2 separate regions of the Sus scrofa genome follow, and region 2 is linked to region 1. The links are chromatin contacts, called in public Hi-C maps. All regions are on one chromosome and are shown on one strand. The core of a region is the stretch at or near the end of the contact, and the rest is flanking DNA. Distances in the headings are between cores, read along the strand shown. Region 1 holds the start of CDR2L (cerebellar degeneration-related protein 2-like). Region 2 holds the start of OTOP2 (otopetrin-2).

Evidence for each region. Hi-C and Micro-C count contacts between places; a contact is called where the count stands out from the background.
Region 2: a contact with region 1 is called in a Hi-C map of heart right ventricle, with 8 times the contacts expected there. The contact joins the promoter of OTOP2 here to the promoter of CDR2L in region 1. A contact is called at or near these places in 3 of 47 Hi-C or Micro-C datasets (embryonic fibroblasts, heart right ventricle and skeletal muscle).

The regions. Positions count from the first base shown.
Region 1 is chr12:6,278,835-6,286,225 of Sscrofa11.1, reverse strand. CDR2L (cerebellar degeneration-related protein 2-like) reads left to right here and starts at 3,755. Exons shown (of 5, transcript XM_003482949.4): 1 at 3,755-4,266. The coding sequence starts at 4,188.
Region 2 is chr12:6,330,864-6,338,254 of Sscrofa11.1, reverse strand. OTOP2 (otopetrin-2) reads left to right here and starts at 4,742. Exons shown (of 7, transcript XM_003131218.3): 1 at 4,742-4,973; 2 at 5,239-5,585; 3 at 6,115-6,251. The coding sequence starts at 5,273. It overlaps USH1G (Usher syndrome type-1G protein), which reads right to left and starts at 4,615. Exons shown (of 3, transcript XM_013980768.2): 1 at 3,583-4,615; 2 at 111-1,328. The coding sequence starts at 3,746.

The sequences.
Region 1 (7,391 bases), core at 2,506-5,005:
TAAAAAAGTGATCCTGGGAGGAGTTCCCGCCGTGGTGCAGTGGGTTGAGAACCTGACTGCCGCAGCTCAGCTCACTGTACAGACCTGGGTTGGATCTCTGGCCCAGAGCAGTGGGTTAAAGGATCCGGTTGTTACTGCAGCTGAGGCTCCGATTCTATCCCTGGCCCCAGAGCTTCCATATGCCACAAAATAATAATAATAATAATAATCCTAAGAGCAAACATTGAAGACGGTTCTACGCATTTGGCCAAGAGTTAATTCTCCCAACACCCCGACGGGGAGGTATGAAAGGAGTAAGGATGAGGCCGCAGGAGGACGCGGCACAAACATCTCAAGGTCACTCTGCTGATGACAGGCCCGGAGGGTTTAAACGACAGGATTTGAGGCAGACACACAGAAGCGCTTCCTGACCACAAGGACTTGTGACCTCTAAAATAATTCTCTTTCAGAACAGACAGTTGTCTGGGACGCATTTGTATGGTGTCCGGGGGACGGGGTGGGGGATGGACACCAGCTGATCTCGCTCATTCAAATGCACTGAGTGCCTTACCCCGCCAGGCGCTGACCTCAGACTGGTGGAGGGGACAGATGGGGCGAGACCGTCAGTGCAATGGAAGCCCCCAGCGCTGCAAGGACGGGGCTGGGGACAGGGAGGGAAGCCCAGTCTGCAGGAGGTGGGCGTATCCAACCGAGGAAGGCGATCTGGTGTGGCCTGATCCCTTTTCCTCAACCCGAGATGCGCAGCGTGTAGGATCGGTGGATACAGAGGCGCAGGCTGGGAACCCTGCCCCTCCCCCAGGGTGGCTCAAGTGGCTGCGGAGGCCGAGACCCTCCAACGTCAGCGCTGCCTGCGCGGGCACCGTCATTTCCGGTGGGCTGGGCTGGGCTGGGAGTGGAGGGGGCCGCGCTCGCCCTCGAGGGGAGGTTCTTCCCTGGTCAAGTCCCCGCTCCGAGCTCTTCCCCCTCCCGCTGGGATTCCGGGATCCTGCTTCTGCGCTCTGGTCCCAAATCCAGGATCTGGGCTTGCATCTCCCGGCTTGAGAATCGAGAGTCGGAGCTCGAGAATCGCTCCAGGTGGCCCGAGTGTCAAAGTGACCCCAGGGGAATTCATAATGCTCAAGGCTTGGGGACATCGAGGCCACCTCGGGCTCTGGCCATAGGCGCCAAGTCTTGATGCCCCTGCCGAGAAACACCACGAAATAGGTTTGCCCGATGCACAGATGAAGTACCAGGTGCTGGGGGTACCAACATTATGTTATACTGCCCATTCCTGAGCTTGGCTCTCTACCCTGCTTAGAGGAAAAGTCCTGATTCCAGAGCTTGTGGGCCGGTAGCTCAGGGAGGCTGAGGAATTTCCTTCTTCAAAGGCAGATCCGATTTTCCTCTTCGTGGGATAGTTTAGAAAATACTAAGTCTGCCCCCAAGGCATGGGGAGTGATCAAATTGGACAAGGAGCCTGGGGTTCCTGTGAGCCAACTCAGGCAAAGGGCCCCACAGGCACCCCATCCCTAAGCCACCCCAGCCTCTACCCTCTGCCCCCTGCAACTGAGTAGAGTTGGTGGCCCAGCGTCAGCTGACCCCCACCAGCCTCATGAGATGCGGGTGGGGGGAGGGCTTATCCAGCCTGTATCGCTCTGCCCAGGGCTCAGGCAGCAATAAGAATCCAGCCTTTGTGTCCTGCTTCTCCCCGCCAGGCGATGCTTCTGTGGCTGGGGCAGGGAGAGGGTGGCTCCAGGAAAGGAGGGTATTTGGGTCATGAGGAGGGTGTGGCCAGTGTGGTAAAGGCCAAAAGCTGAGAGGTGCCTTTGGAGCTGGATGTTTTCAGACATGGGTGTCATCTAAGTCATTGTTGAAAGCATCCTTAGCTGCAGGGGTTGGAGGTGAATTTTCAGGTTGAGAGGTTGCCTTTCATTGCTAGCATCCTCACTGCTCAAGCCCAGCCCCACACCCTCTGCCCTTGTTCTCTGGGGACTCCCTAAACTCCCTGGGTGGGAGGAGCCCTGGCTCCATTTCCACAGGGCTGCAGAAGGAAGAAATGAACACATGGGAGGAGGTTGGCAGTTTGGGAATGCCGACCAGATCCCTCTGGAACTCAGCCTCCCAACCTGCTTGTCCCTTAGACTCGTTTTGCCCCCATCTCAATGGCATCGCCACCATCCAGTGACTGAAGCCAGACGTCCAAGTCATCACTCTGATTCTGCAGTCAATTCATCTGCACATCTCAGTTTTACACCTTGAGCACTCTTCATCTGGCTCCACCTCCACTGCCACCAGCCTTGCCCATCCCACTTTTCTTCTCTTGTAGATGACCGCAAAGCCTCTGAACTGGTCTTCTTGCTTCCACTCTTGCTCCCCTCCAATCTGTGCTCCAAAATTGCCAGTGATATTTCACAACTGAAATATTGGTTCTCTTTGTCTATTTGGGTACACCCCCCCAAAAAAAAATCCCCTTCCCATGGCCCTAACTCCAATTCATCTCTCTTCTATTCACTCCACTCCAGCCCCACTGGGCTTCCATCAGTTCCTTATATGTGTTAAGCTCTTTCTGTCTTAGAACCTTTGACCTTGCTGTCACCTATGCCTAGAACACACTCTGCCCTCAGAGCTTGGCAGGACTGGCACCTTTTTGTATCAGCTTAGTTGTCACTCTCAAGGGAGGGCTTTCCTGAACCTTCCCCCAAACTTTCTTGCAGAACCCTGTTAATTTCCTTCATAGCACAAGTTGCAGGTTGTAATAGTTTGTTTATTTATCTCCATCAGAAAGAAAGCTACATGAGGGCAGAAACTGCCTGCATGTCAGCTATGGGGTGTTTTCCTTTTCTTCTTAAGTAAACTATTTTATTAAAATATAACATATTGGAGTTCCCATTGTGGCTTAACAGGTCGAGGACCCAACATAGTGTCTCGAGGATGCTGGTTGGACCACATCCCAACCCAACCTCTCCCTCAGCCAACCTTGCCTCCTCACTTTCTCTACAGGTGTTGACCCTTCTGAATAAGTTCAACACCCTGTCACATGTTTATTGGATCATTCTGGCCATGGGAGAAGTGCTTGGTCAAGTCTTTTACCCACTTTTCTACTGTGCTATCTTTCTTTTTCTTGTGGATTTGCAAGTGTTCTTTGTATATTCTGAATACAAGTCCTTTGTCGGATGTATTGGCCACATATATTCAGACTTAGTTATACTCAGGGTGCTTCAACAGTGCCAGCACAGGGTGGGTCCTAATGAGTTACATGTATGCCTGAGCCTGTAAACTCCTATGCTCGGATAGGTGAAACTGTATATGGTTTAATGGCTGTAACTGGATTCAGGATATGGGTTCCAAAGAGAGGGAAACAGGACCTTAAAGGGAAAGGCCCAGAATGCAGGTTACACTCAAAGTTCACTACTCCTGGCCTGATGTTTCAGGCCGCAGACATTCAAACATAATTTCTTAAAGGTAATTGTAAACTAATTTTCATTCATTCTAAGTGTCCATAGAAGGTAACAAATAGATGCTGAAGAGCCAGTTGTGAACAAAAGAGAAGATCATCGCTTTCAGGAGATCGACGAAGAGAGAGAGACGATAGGTAAACAAAATAAAAAGATTTCAGACATTGAGATGTAAACTGGAGTCCGACTTGAAGGGAAGGTGGGGTTGGTTCAGCAACCGCCAGACCAGGACGCCAGGGAGATCCCACCCTCGGGCCCGCCTCTAGCTTTGCATATGTCTCCTGATTGGTCAGAGGCAGCTGGCTCCACCCCGCGGAGCGGGGTGCTTGGGAAGCGCGGGGCCAACCCCGCCAAGATGCAGCGGAGGCTCTGGGTGTCGCCGGGTGGTCCCGGGGCAGCGCAGGCCGGAGCGGGGCAGGGGGCGCCCGCCTCGGCGCCCGCGAAATCCTAGCTCCCCAGACCTGTCGGCGTGCCTGGGCCTTCCTTGCCGCCGCCCGCCCTCCGTCCCCGCCCCTCCACCCTTTGTGCGGCCGCCGCCCGGTGCCCCCAGCTCCGCAGGACCCCGACCGGGCCGGATCGCGGCGGCGCGCCAACGGTCTGCGGCCGATGGCGAGGGGGCGCGGCGCGGGCGGGGGCGCTGCAGCCCGAGTTCGCGACGCGGGAGGCTCGGCCCGCCTCCGCTGCATTGTCCCGGGCCCTGCGCCCCGGCCCTGAGTAGCACCGCCGCAGCGCCCGCCTGCCGCCTGCGGGGCCATGCGGAGGGCTGCCAGGATGGAAGACTTCACTGCAGAGGAAGAGGAGCCCTGGTACGACCAGCAGGACCTGGAGCAGGGTGAGCGCAGGGGGCGGCAAATCGGGGAGCGCCCCGCGACCCCTGTCCGCTTCTCCATTGTTGGGAAGTAACACCCCGGGGAGGGCTGATCTGCACCCGGCGCGGCAGACTCGGAGGGGTGATGCGTCTGGAGAATGCGAACGTGGAGAGAGGGAGCGCTGCCCGGGAGGACTCGAACCGGACCGGTGGAGACCTGCAAAAGTGGAGGGAGCGGTCTTCCTCTTTCCCGGAACAACAGGGGCATATTTCACCTAGATTGCCTCCTCTGTCTTAGAGGCAAGAACTGCCCAGGCGCCCCGGGCATATTGGGGAGGGCCTGAGAGTCCTGGCTGGAAGTCTTTGGAGGCCAGGAGGTGGCTCCTTGGTTCTATTTTGCGGAGAGGGGTTTTGTGTGGGAGGTGTGTGTGGGTGCGCGCGCGGGTGTGTGTGCGGGGGGAAGTTATCCCATTCCAAATCCAGCGGCTCCCTTCCCTGCCCAGGACTCCTGAGCTCTAAGACTCCTAGAAAGTTTCCCCAACTCCCTTCCTCTCTACCCAGAGAGAGAATGGGGGTGCGGTACTTTGCCTGTGGAGAAGCAGAGACGGTCAGGAGTCCGATCTGCCTTGGAAGGGAGGAGTCCCCCGGCCCTTCCTCTCCCAAATGGCGCAAGGTTTGGGGGGGGGCAGGTTTGGGAATTCTGAGCAATACCCCAGATCACAGCCTGAGTAAAGAGGGAGCCACCTTCCCTTCTTTCCCATCTGAGGGCAAAGAGGGTGACTGGAAGGGGGTTAGAAGCTGGTGATGAGGTGGCCGAGGTGACATCACTCTGAGTAGGGGGCGGGGCTGTCAGGACAGGAAGGAGGAGGAGGCCTAAGAGGGTCAGGGCCAAGGCCTGCTGGAGCACTGCCGCACCCACCTTCTCCTCCCCAGAACGCCTCATATTGGATGATCAGAGGTGGAGGGGCTGGGAACATGTTCTAGGAGTGACCACAGTCACTCAGCAAGCCGGTGGGTATGGACACAGTCTGGTTCAGCGTGTGCCAACACCCTCTGCTCTGCGTCTCCAGCCATGGGGCCCAGACGCCTGCCTTGACCCTCATGTGAGCCATCTACCATCTACCCAGATCCCGGAGCCTTTGTTTTCTGGCCCTGACCCACATCCCCATGTGGCCCGATTTGCTGGCAGATGAGCCTGTGTCCTTGTCCTCAGTACTGTGGGTTAATCAGAGCCTCTGGGGGACCAGTGTGGGATGTGGGGTGCTGGGCTGAACGGTACCATACTCTATGCCCTGGAGGCTACCCTCAGCCTCCCTGCCTGGAGTGAGATGCCCAATAACGGCTGCAAGAAGCCCCTCCCCCATCCTGGGCACCAGCCCCCAAAACCTCACGGTGCGTAAACACCTATCAGGCTCCACTTAAGTGTCAGACACTATCCTGGGAGTTGGGAATAGACCCATCCCTGGCCTCCTAGGTGCACCTGGGCAGGTGGAGTTGGGCTTGTAACTGAATGCGGGTGATAAGATGCAGTGAGAGGACTTCATGGAAGAGGCAGGCCTGGAAGGAAAGATTGGAAGCTGAGTGCCTGGGAAGATGGCCTCCCGGGAGGCAGATGCTGATATTGTTGCTGTCTCGTCTCATTCCTGCTCCCCTAAGAAGCCTTTGGCATCGTGCCCAGCCCAGATGTGGGAGGAAGGAGCTAGGGACTAGGGGTGGAGATGTGCTGCATCCGGAGAGGGAGCGATGCAAGATTCCAGCTGGGCTGGGCGGCCGTGCTCTGGGGCCAGAGGTGGAGAACAGGCCCCGCAGGCCCCTGCTTTTCTGGCTTCGCTCGTCTGCAGCAGTCGGCCTGGCCTCTAGCCTGAGTAGTGGCCAGAGCCCAGGAACCAGAAATGAGGCAATCTCCAAAGAAACGAGCTTTCGACCCAAACCCAAATGTCTGCTTGCCATGAACTGCTTGTCGTGCTGAGCCTGGGGACATGATCTCTGCCCTTGGGAGTCTCCACATTCCAGCAGAGGAGGCAGAAATGGGATCAAACCAGCCACTGGGACAGAGCAACAGGGGGGACAGTGAGAACATTCTGAAGGCCTCCTGCTGTGAGACCCAAAAACCACTTACAGTCCCTTCTGAGCTGGAGGGTGACTAGGGGCCCCCAGGCAGGAGGAAGGCAGGAGGGAGGCAGACCCTCTAGGTGGAGGGGTGCTTATACCAAGGCACAGAGCCATGTGAAAAGATCACGCATGACTGGAAAGCAGGAATGATCTGGAGGGGGCAGGGGGCGGAGGACGTCTCAGACTCCCTCACTGAGGGCTGGGTGGTTGGGGGAGCTCTGTCCAAAGGCCACAGTCACACTGGGGATCAGGTGCCTGTGGCTTCCCCCGACCCTGAACCCAGTCCCCAAATTCTCTCCTGCCCAGCTGCTCCCTAGATGCCTCTGAGTGTCCTAGGATGTGTTTCTTCTCAGCTAGCCCCATGTCCCCTGAGGACATATCCCCAACGTTGCTTTCAGGAGCTTGGCCCTCCAGCTCCTCCTGTTTGACTTTGAAGCTGTCTGTCCCAGTGGAGGGAGGCAGTTGGGACAAACGAGGTCCTCCATTCTGTGTTCCCTCTGCCACTGCCACAAGCACCTGCAAAAATAGAAAAAGCCATTAATTATTAAGCGCTGGCACTCTCGCTGCCGGCCTCCCTCCCCCACCTTGGCCCAGGTGTGGCCTGGCCCTATGGGTACCGCTCTCCGGGCTGAGAGGTGGCTGCTGAGTCACAGATTTGAAGTCCCAGGCTCCTGACCTTGAGTCTCAGCCTCAGGGGAAGGCTCTGACATGGCAGGGGGAGGGAGGTGACCGGACCCCAATTCTGTGGACCCAGAGTTCATGACCTTTGTGCCCTGGAGGTTGCGGACAGGACCGCTGCAGGCCCGCCAGGTGGTAGATGGCCTCCCTCCCCCTTTATTTTTGTCCCTTGTCCCTATGCCCATCCCTGTCCTTTCCTACCTCTCTTCTCCAGAGTCTATGAAGCCCCGCCTTGACCCCAACCAGGAGAGGCAGTGGGATTTCAAAGTTTATTTTCAAAGCTACCCCCTTGGCTCCCAGTCTTTCACCCTTAGGCTCTGGAACATCACTGCTGGGCAACACTTCAGGAGGCATTCAGA
Region 2 (7,391 bases), core at 3,493-5,992, 51 kb before region 1:
ACTCTTGCAATGCTACTGATGGCGACCTAGATATTACCCCCCCTCAACTCCCCAAAAGGCAGATGCCCCCCACCCCAGGGCCTTGCAGCCCCTATCTTCCCATCACTCACAACTCCGTGTCCTCCAGGGCCGGCGGGCGCTCCAGCGTCTGCCTCCGCCTCCGCACGGCCCCCATGATCTTCTTGCGGGGCCCCAGGGGGACGCTGATGCTGCGGAGGTCGAGGTCGGAGCACAGCATGAGCGCCTCGAGGTCGATCTTCTCCTGCCGCAGGAGGGGGGTGAAGTCCTCCATGTGCAGGGAGGCCAGGAAGGTCTCCAGCGGGCTCGTCTCGGGCTCCAGGTCCTCATCCAGGCCCAAGTCCAGCTCGTCCCAGGGCAGCTCCTCCCCACAGCTGCGATCCTGCAGGCTGTTGGCACTGCCCAGGCTGTCGTCGTCCAGGCTGGGGGAGCTCTGCAGCCGAGCCCGCGGCGTGCCCCCGCCGTCCAGCGCCGCGTCCTCGCGGCCCAGCCCGTGCAGCCCGCTGCTCAGGTAGTTCCTGCGGAACACCATGGTGCCCAGGCCCGGGCGGGTAAACAGGGAGTCGTGGCCTGAGTCGGTGCTGACCTCCGAGTGCGCAGGCTCGGCCGCCAGTGTGGCACGGGAGACGCTGTCCTCATCGGAGAGGAACATGTCCCGGAGCGGGGCGCGGCCCCACTCCTTGGGGTTGGCGTAGGTGCCCTGGCGCACGAACATCACGTCGCTGCCCAGCTGCAGGCCCGAGAGCGAGCGCACGCTCTTGCGGCCGTCCTCGGAGATCTTGAAGGTGCCCTCGCCGCCCTGCTTGCGCCGCTCCAGCTTCCGCTGGATCTTGGTCTTGCCCTTGGCGGTGCCGTGCAGCGTGGCCTGCGAGTAGGGCACGTGGCTGCCCAGCGCCAGGTGCTGCAGCCGGCGGCTCAGGGTGCTGGACGTGAGGCTGGAGAAGCTGAGCGTGTCCGAGCGCTCGGCCAGCTCGCGCCGGTAGCGCCGCTCCATGCGCTCGTGGTGCTTGCGCTGCATCTTGGCGCACTCGCGGATGCGCCGCTCCGCCTCGCGGAAGGCCTTGTCCTTCAGCTTGCCCACCAGCTTGGGGTTGAGGCTGCTCTGCTTGGCGGCGATGGAGTCCAGGTAGCGCACGCACTCCATGTGGCCCTTCATGGCGCCCATGTCCAGTGGCGTGTGGTAGTCGTTGTCCAGGCACCAGATGTTGGCCCCGAAGGACACCAGGAAGGAGAGGCAGTGCAGGTGGCCATTGGAGGCTGCCAGGTGCAGGGGCGTATTGCCCCAGATGTCACACTTGTCCGGGTCACCCCTGCAGGAGGACACGCAGAGAGGGGTGATGAGCCATCATGAGCTCAGGCTGGCTGTTGGCACTGGCTGCAGGTGTGGGGAGCGCCCAGCCTGGTCGAGCTTCCCCGCTGGCACACCAGGGGGACTCGATGGGCTGGGCACTGTCCTCTGACTCCAGGAGACGCGCAGCCCTGAGCCACCGGCCACACCTCCAGTGGGCCCAGGGTTAAAGACTGCCCGGGCACGCAGGGGGCGGGGCGACAGAGAAGGCGTGGCCAGGGCGGGGCCTTCCCCTAGAGAACGGAGGGCTGGGAATCTCAGGGGATAAATATTTGATGCCCTGAGAGAAAGGAGTGAATTATTCATGGGGCCCAGCGGGGAGCTGGCCCAGAGAGGTGGCGGGCCAGGGCCGAGTGCGGGTCTCCAGTTAGACGTGGTGGTGCGTGTGGCTGTCAGTGCAGCAGTGACAGTAAAAGCGAATGAGAGCATAATGTGTGTTGGGCCTGAGCCCTGGCTGAGTGTGAGGGTGTGCGTGTGAAGGTGTGCGCCCACGTGTCGGCGGGCACGGCCACGTCTGCAGGGAGCAGGGCCAGGCCTGGCAAGGCCGCGTGTGAGAGCAGGTGTTGGGTCTTGGCCTGGGCCAGGAGGGGAGCGTGGGGGCAGCCAGGACTGGAGCAGAGGGGAAGGGCAGCTGTAACCTGGGCCCAGCTGCCAGCTGCCCTCCCGTCTGGGGGGCGCCCATCTTTGGGAGTTCTGCCAGGCAGACAGGCTTGGACCTGTCCAGGGGACCCACACAGCCCCCTCCAACACCCTCATCCCCAGACTGGCCCCTCCCCCCTTGCACATGCTCCCGCTGGCTCCTCCAACTCACCCCTCCCTCAGGGGCCTAGATCAGGCCCTCAGCCCCACACTAATGAGGAGGCCGCCCTGCAAGGGCTGGAGGAAGAATCACTTCTTTGTCTCAAGCACCTCCCCCTGCATCCCCCTCCTCATTGCCCTTACTGGTTTTCATGTCTTTCAGGACCACATGGACCAGAGCTGCTGGGCATCTGGCCCACTCCCCATCAAGCACCAACCCTTGCCCTGTGCAGGAGTTGTGGGGTTTGGTGCACCAAGGGGCTCCTTCTTTCCCTCCTTCTATAAACCTCTCTGAGGGGGGAGCAGGATGGCAGGATCACTGTGTGCCCTCTTGGCATGGACGGGAGCCAGTCTTGGCCTCTTGGAATGTGTCTCTGCTGCCTGGTCTTAGGGGCTGCTCCCACCCGCTGCTGGGTCTGGGGAGCAGCCACGGAGGGAGGATAAGAGGGGGGTCCCCACCCACTACCTGCTCAAGCCACAGGCCTGGCACCAGGGCCAGCTGGGCCCCTGTCCCTCCACCATGATTTCCCAGGGCCTGAGATGTTCATGTTAACCCTCCTGGGGCCATCTCTTACACGCCTTTTCCCTGTCCCGGCCACCCTGGTGTCCAGGTCAACCTGAGTTCTCATAATTAAACTGCTGGGGCTGGCAGAGTGGTCCCCAGTGTCATTCAGCCCTAGGGAGCCCAGGTCAGTGGCCCTGGACCCCGTCTTCCTCAACTTCCAAACCCCTTCCCTAACCCTGATCCCTGGATTCAATGCCCATTCCTCGCCCTGGACAACTGGGGGGAGGGGAGAGGAAGCCTGTGGTGGGGGAGGGGCACAGAGGGAGTTAATGCAGGGGCTGAACTGAGTGACATTTTGTACTGTGAACAGTGCCCATAAATCCCAGGAATGAGCAGGGAGGGAGCTGTGTGAAATCCAGTGTGTGTGGGGGGGAAGGGGGCCTCTGGCAGGGGGGGCCCCTTGGACCCCAGGCTGGGGGGTGGGCAGTGAAGAGCTTCTCCTTCCCCAGCCCCACTTCAGGGCCCCTTTGAGGCTTCTGCCTCTTCTCTCTCATTCCCACGATGCCCCTCACTCTGCTTCCAGGGGCTGGCTACCCACCCAGGAGATCCCTCCCATCTTCCCTCACTCTGAAGCCCCTCCCACAGTCATGGACCCCCAAGTCCCAGCCCCTCTCCTCCTAGCCCTACATCCAGGTCACAAATGCCACAGGCCTCGGCCTGTTTCCCCCTCACACACTGGCCATCTCCAAGGCTCTGCCTTAGGGTCTGTCATAGGGACAGGGTGGCTCAGAGCAGGAAGGAAAGATGCCCTGGATTTGGGTGGGGGTCTCAGGGGCCCAGAGCAGCCTTGAGGCTCTCTTAGCCCTCCCCCCTCCCTCCCCCGCGGCGCTGGGGCGAGGGCAGGACTACTCACCCTCGGCTCACGATGAGCCGCAGGGACTCCAGATTGCCGTGGTATGCAGCCCAGAGGGTGGGGGTCATGCCATCCTCGTCGGGGGCGTTCAGCTCCTTCCTGGTGGCCTCCTTGAGGAGTTCCAGGTAGCCATCCCGAGCCGCCCGGTGGTACTGGTCATTCATGGCTCCTGACTTGGACGGGACTGGACGGACCGCCGGGGACCGGGGAAATGCCCCCCGCGGGGGAGGGCGGTGGGGTTAGAGCTGAGGCATGGGGTTAGGGGAGGGGGCCGGGCAGGGGCCAGGGCCGCCAGCCCCCGCCTCCTCAGACAGAAATGCGGAGCGCCAGAGCCGCCGCTACTGCTACTCGGACATCTGAGCCGCTCACCCGGCGGCAGGGAAGGTGGGGGAGGATCTCCCGCTGCCCAGAGGGCCGCCCCGGACCGCCCCTGGGTCCTAAACACCCTGCTCCCGAGCGCGCCGCAGTGACCTGCTCCCAAGCGCACAGGGCCCTGCCTCTCTCCAAAAGTGCCCACTCGAGCGTCCCGCCACGTAAAGCCGGGTCTGGGGACAGTCCCCACGCTGTCCTCACTAGTCCCCGTGCTGCAGCCCCCAATGTCTCCATCCGTCAAGGGAACGAGCCAAGGGCTGGGAGGGGTGTCTGAGGACAGCCCTGACCCCCAGGACAGTGGGCCTAAGAGGGTTATGAGAACCGACCGCCAGACGGTCAGCGATCTGGATTCGGTCGGCTCGTTCGCGGGAGATGGGCCGGCCGCGTTCCAGCAGGGGGCGCTAGAGGACTGGGCGAGAACTTCGAATCCAAGTCCCACTTCGTAGCATCCAGCGGAACTGGGACGGGGGAAGGGACAGAGGAAGAGAGAACTTCGACCACCGCGAAGGTGTCGGGGAAAGGGACCACGGGGTCTTGATCTTGGGGCAGCAACGGAGGACCACAAAGGTATAGGGCCACCATGGCTGGGAGGGCGTCTGGCTGCCTTCGGGCCCTTGGGGCGTCTCTTGAGCATCACCTCTCAGGACTCTGGGTGTCGAGATCTCGGGGCGCCAGGGCGCGGTGGGCGCGGGGGGTGGGGTGCCCTCTGGGTGCCGCAGTGCAGGGCCGCGCCCGAGCCTGGATGCGCCGAGGTGACAGGGCCGCGGGGGAGGGGGCGCCTCTTAATGGGTAAATATAAATCTCACCTTATCTGGCTCCCGTGCTCTCTTCCCTAAATTCAGCTCGGAAAAAAGATGGATCATGTGAGCGGGACTGAGAGGTTTATGGAGCTGAGCTCCCGCGGCTGTAAATCACCCTGCCCTCCCCTGTATAAAGCGTCCATCCAGCACGGCGTGAGAGAGAGGACAAGCTCCCCGCCCCCTGACCCCAAGCTCAGCGCGGGCTCTCGGCCCAGTCAGGTAGGTGTCCTGGGCTATACGGTCCACGGATTTGGGGAATGGGCCATTGGATGGGGTCCGACGGGGCTGCAGCCCCGTTTCCTTTTCTGCCCTCGATCAAGAGAACTGCACGACTGGCTTTTCTCTTCCCCATCTCCAGCGCTTCCTCCTCCACCCGCAGCCCCCACCCTCCCAGGGAAGCTCCCCGGTTCACAAATCTAGGGATAAGATGGAGGAAGGAGAGCCCTCGGGGCTGACCTGGGGTCCTGTCCATTCTCCCCCACAGTGACCCCTGCAAACTCCTCCAGTCGCTTTTTGCCATGTCCGAGGAGCTGCCCACCGGCCCCAAGGAGAGCCCGCCGGCGCCGCGGGCAGGCCCCCGCGAGGTGTGGAAGAAGGGCGGCCGCTTGCTGTCCGTGCTGCTGTCCGTGAACGTGCTGCTTCTCGCCTGCACGCTCATCAGCGGCGGCGCCTTCAACAAGGTGGCCGTGTATGACACCGACGTGTTCGCGCTGCTCACCGCCATGATGCTGCTGGCGGGGCTCTGGATCCTCTTCTACCTCCTTCGCACCGTGCGCAGCCCTGACTCTGTCCCCTATCGGGACTCACACGCAGGTCCCATCTGGCTCCGAGGTGCCTGGGGAGGTGGAGATGGAAGTGGGGTGGGCCAGGCGCAGAGCTGGAGGCAGAGGCTCTCGGAGGAATTGCTGGGTGCCCTAGGTAGACCGATGAGAAGTGCCCTCCCGGGAGGACCAGATGTGTCTGAGGATGAGGTGGGCTGTGCTGAAGGAGAAAAGAAAGGGAAAGAGTCTGGAAGGGGGCTGAGGGATGGAGAGGAATTTCTCTGCCCCATCTAAAGATTGAAAGAAGGTGGTCATGGAGAGACTTTGATGGAGAGCAGAAAACAGATGTTAGCTGCAATCGAAAGAGCCTACGGAAGGCCCTTCCCCTTATCTATGCAGCCCTAAAGAGATAGGGGCTCAAAAGGACATCCGTCCATCCACCCACTCAGTCATGTGCTCATCCTTCCATTCCCCCATTCAGCATCCCGCTGTCCATCCGTCCACCCCCCAACCATCCAACTACCTAGCCAGCCATGCGCAAATCTGTAAGCCCTCTCTCCTGCCTCTCTGATCCGCACCCTCCCACCCCTCATTCCTAGGTGGGCTGGTGCTGTTTGGGATCTGCACTCTGGTCATGGATGTCTTCAAGACCGGCTACTACTCCAGTTTCTTTGAGTGCCAGTCAGCCATCAAGATCCTGCACCCTCTCACCCAGGCTGTGTTTGTCATTGTCCAGGTGGGTGGGAAGAGTGTCCTGGAGTGGAAGGGAGCCAACTCCTGGCCTGGGGGCAGGAGACCTGAGCTCCACTCCTCTTCAGCGCTGAGCAGTCCGTGAAGGTGGGGATAGGCCCACAGTGCAGAGCCTTTGAGTCCATAAACCTGGAAGCACTTGGCACTGGAAGTAATAGCCAAGTATGAGCGCTTACATGTGGGCCCTGCGATTTCATTTCAACTTCAGCAGTTCCAGTAGTTAACTCCTGGGAACTATTGGTTGTGGCAGCTTCTCTGTCTCCTAGAACTTGGCCTGCCCTCCCTGGATGCACTTGGAGGGCATCGGCCTCAGCTCAGGGTCCTGCTGTGGGCACGGCCAGTTTGGCCTCCACCATGTCCCCTCTATTCTGTATTTGTTCAGGAAGAAGGGCATCCTGCACATGGGATTTTTTCAGACAAGTTCAAGTTTTTATTTTCATGTACATAACACTTGGAAAATCTGATTGAGCTAAGGCAGGACTGGTCTCACACGGGACCAGAAAAAAACCTCTGCCCAGAATGTCCATGTATAGTTCCTTCTCCCAAAACACTATCCCTGCTGTCCAGTTTTTAAATTTTACATTTATGACTTGGGTATTTATGTAGTTTTAGTTCTTTGGGGTTTTGTCTTTTTAGGGCCACACCCATGGCATATGGAGGTTCCCAGGCTAGGGGTCGAATCAGAGCTGTAGCTACCCACCCACACCACAACCACAGAAACACAGGATCCGAGCCGGGCCTGGGTCTGTGACCTACACCACAGCTCACAGCAATGCCGGATCCTTAACCCACTGAGCGAGGCCAGGGATCGAACCTGCATCCTCATGGATACTAGTCAGATTCGTTTCCCCTAAACCACAAAGGCAACTCCTATGTAGTTTTAGTTTTGCACTTTATGAATCTGAAGAATACTCAGGCAAACTGGAAATACAGATACACCAACATCAACAAACATGACAGCAAAGATGTGTGGGCAGCCAGGTGAGAGCCAGGACAGCAAAGGATACAGGGCAAGAAAGGATGAGGATGGGTCAGGGATGCTGTCAAAGAAAGGTGAGAGCCCCCCGAGGTTCTTCCTCCCTCCTAGTCTGAGGCAGGAATGGAAAGCAGGGATCTAGGCAGTCAA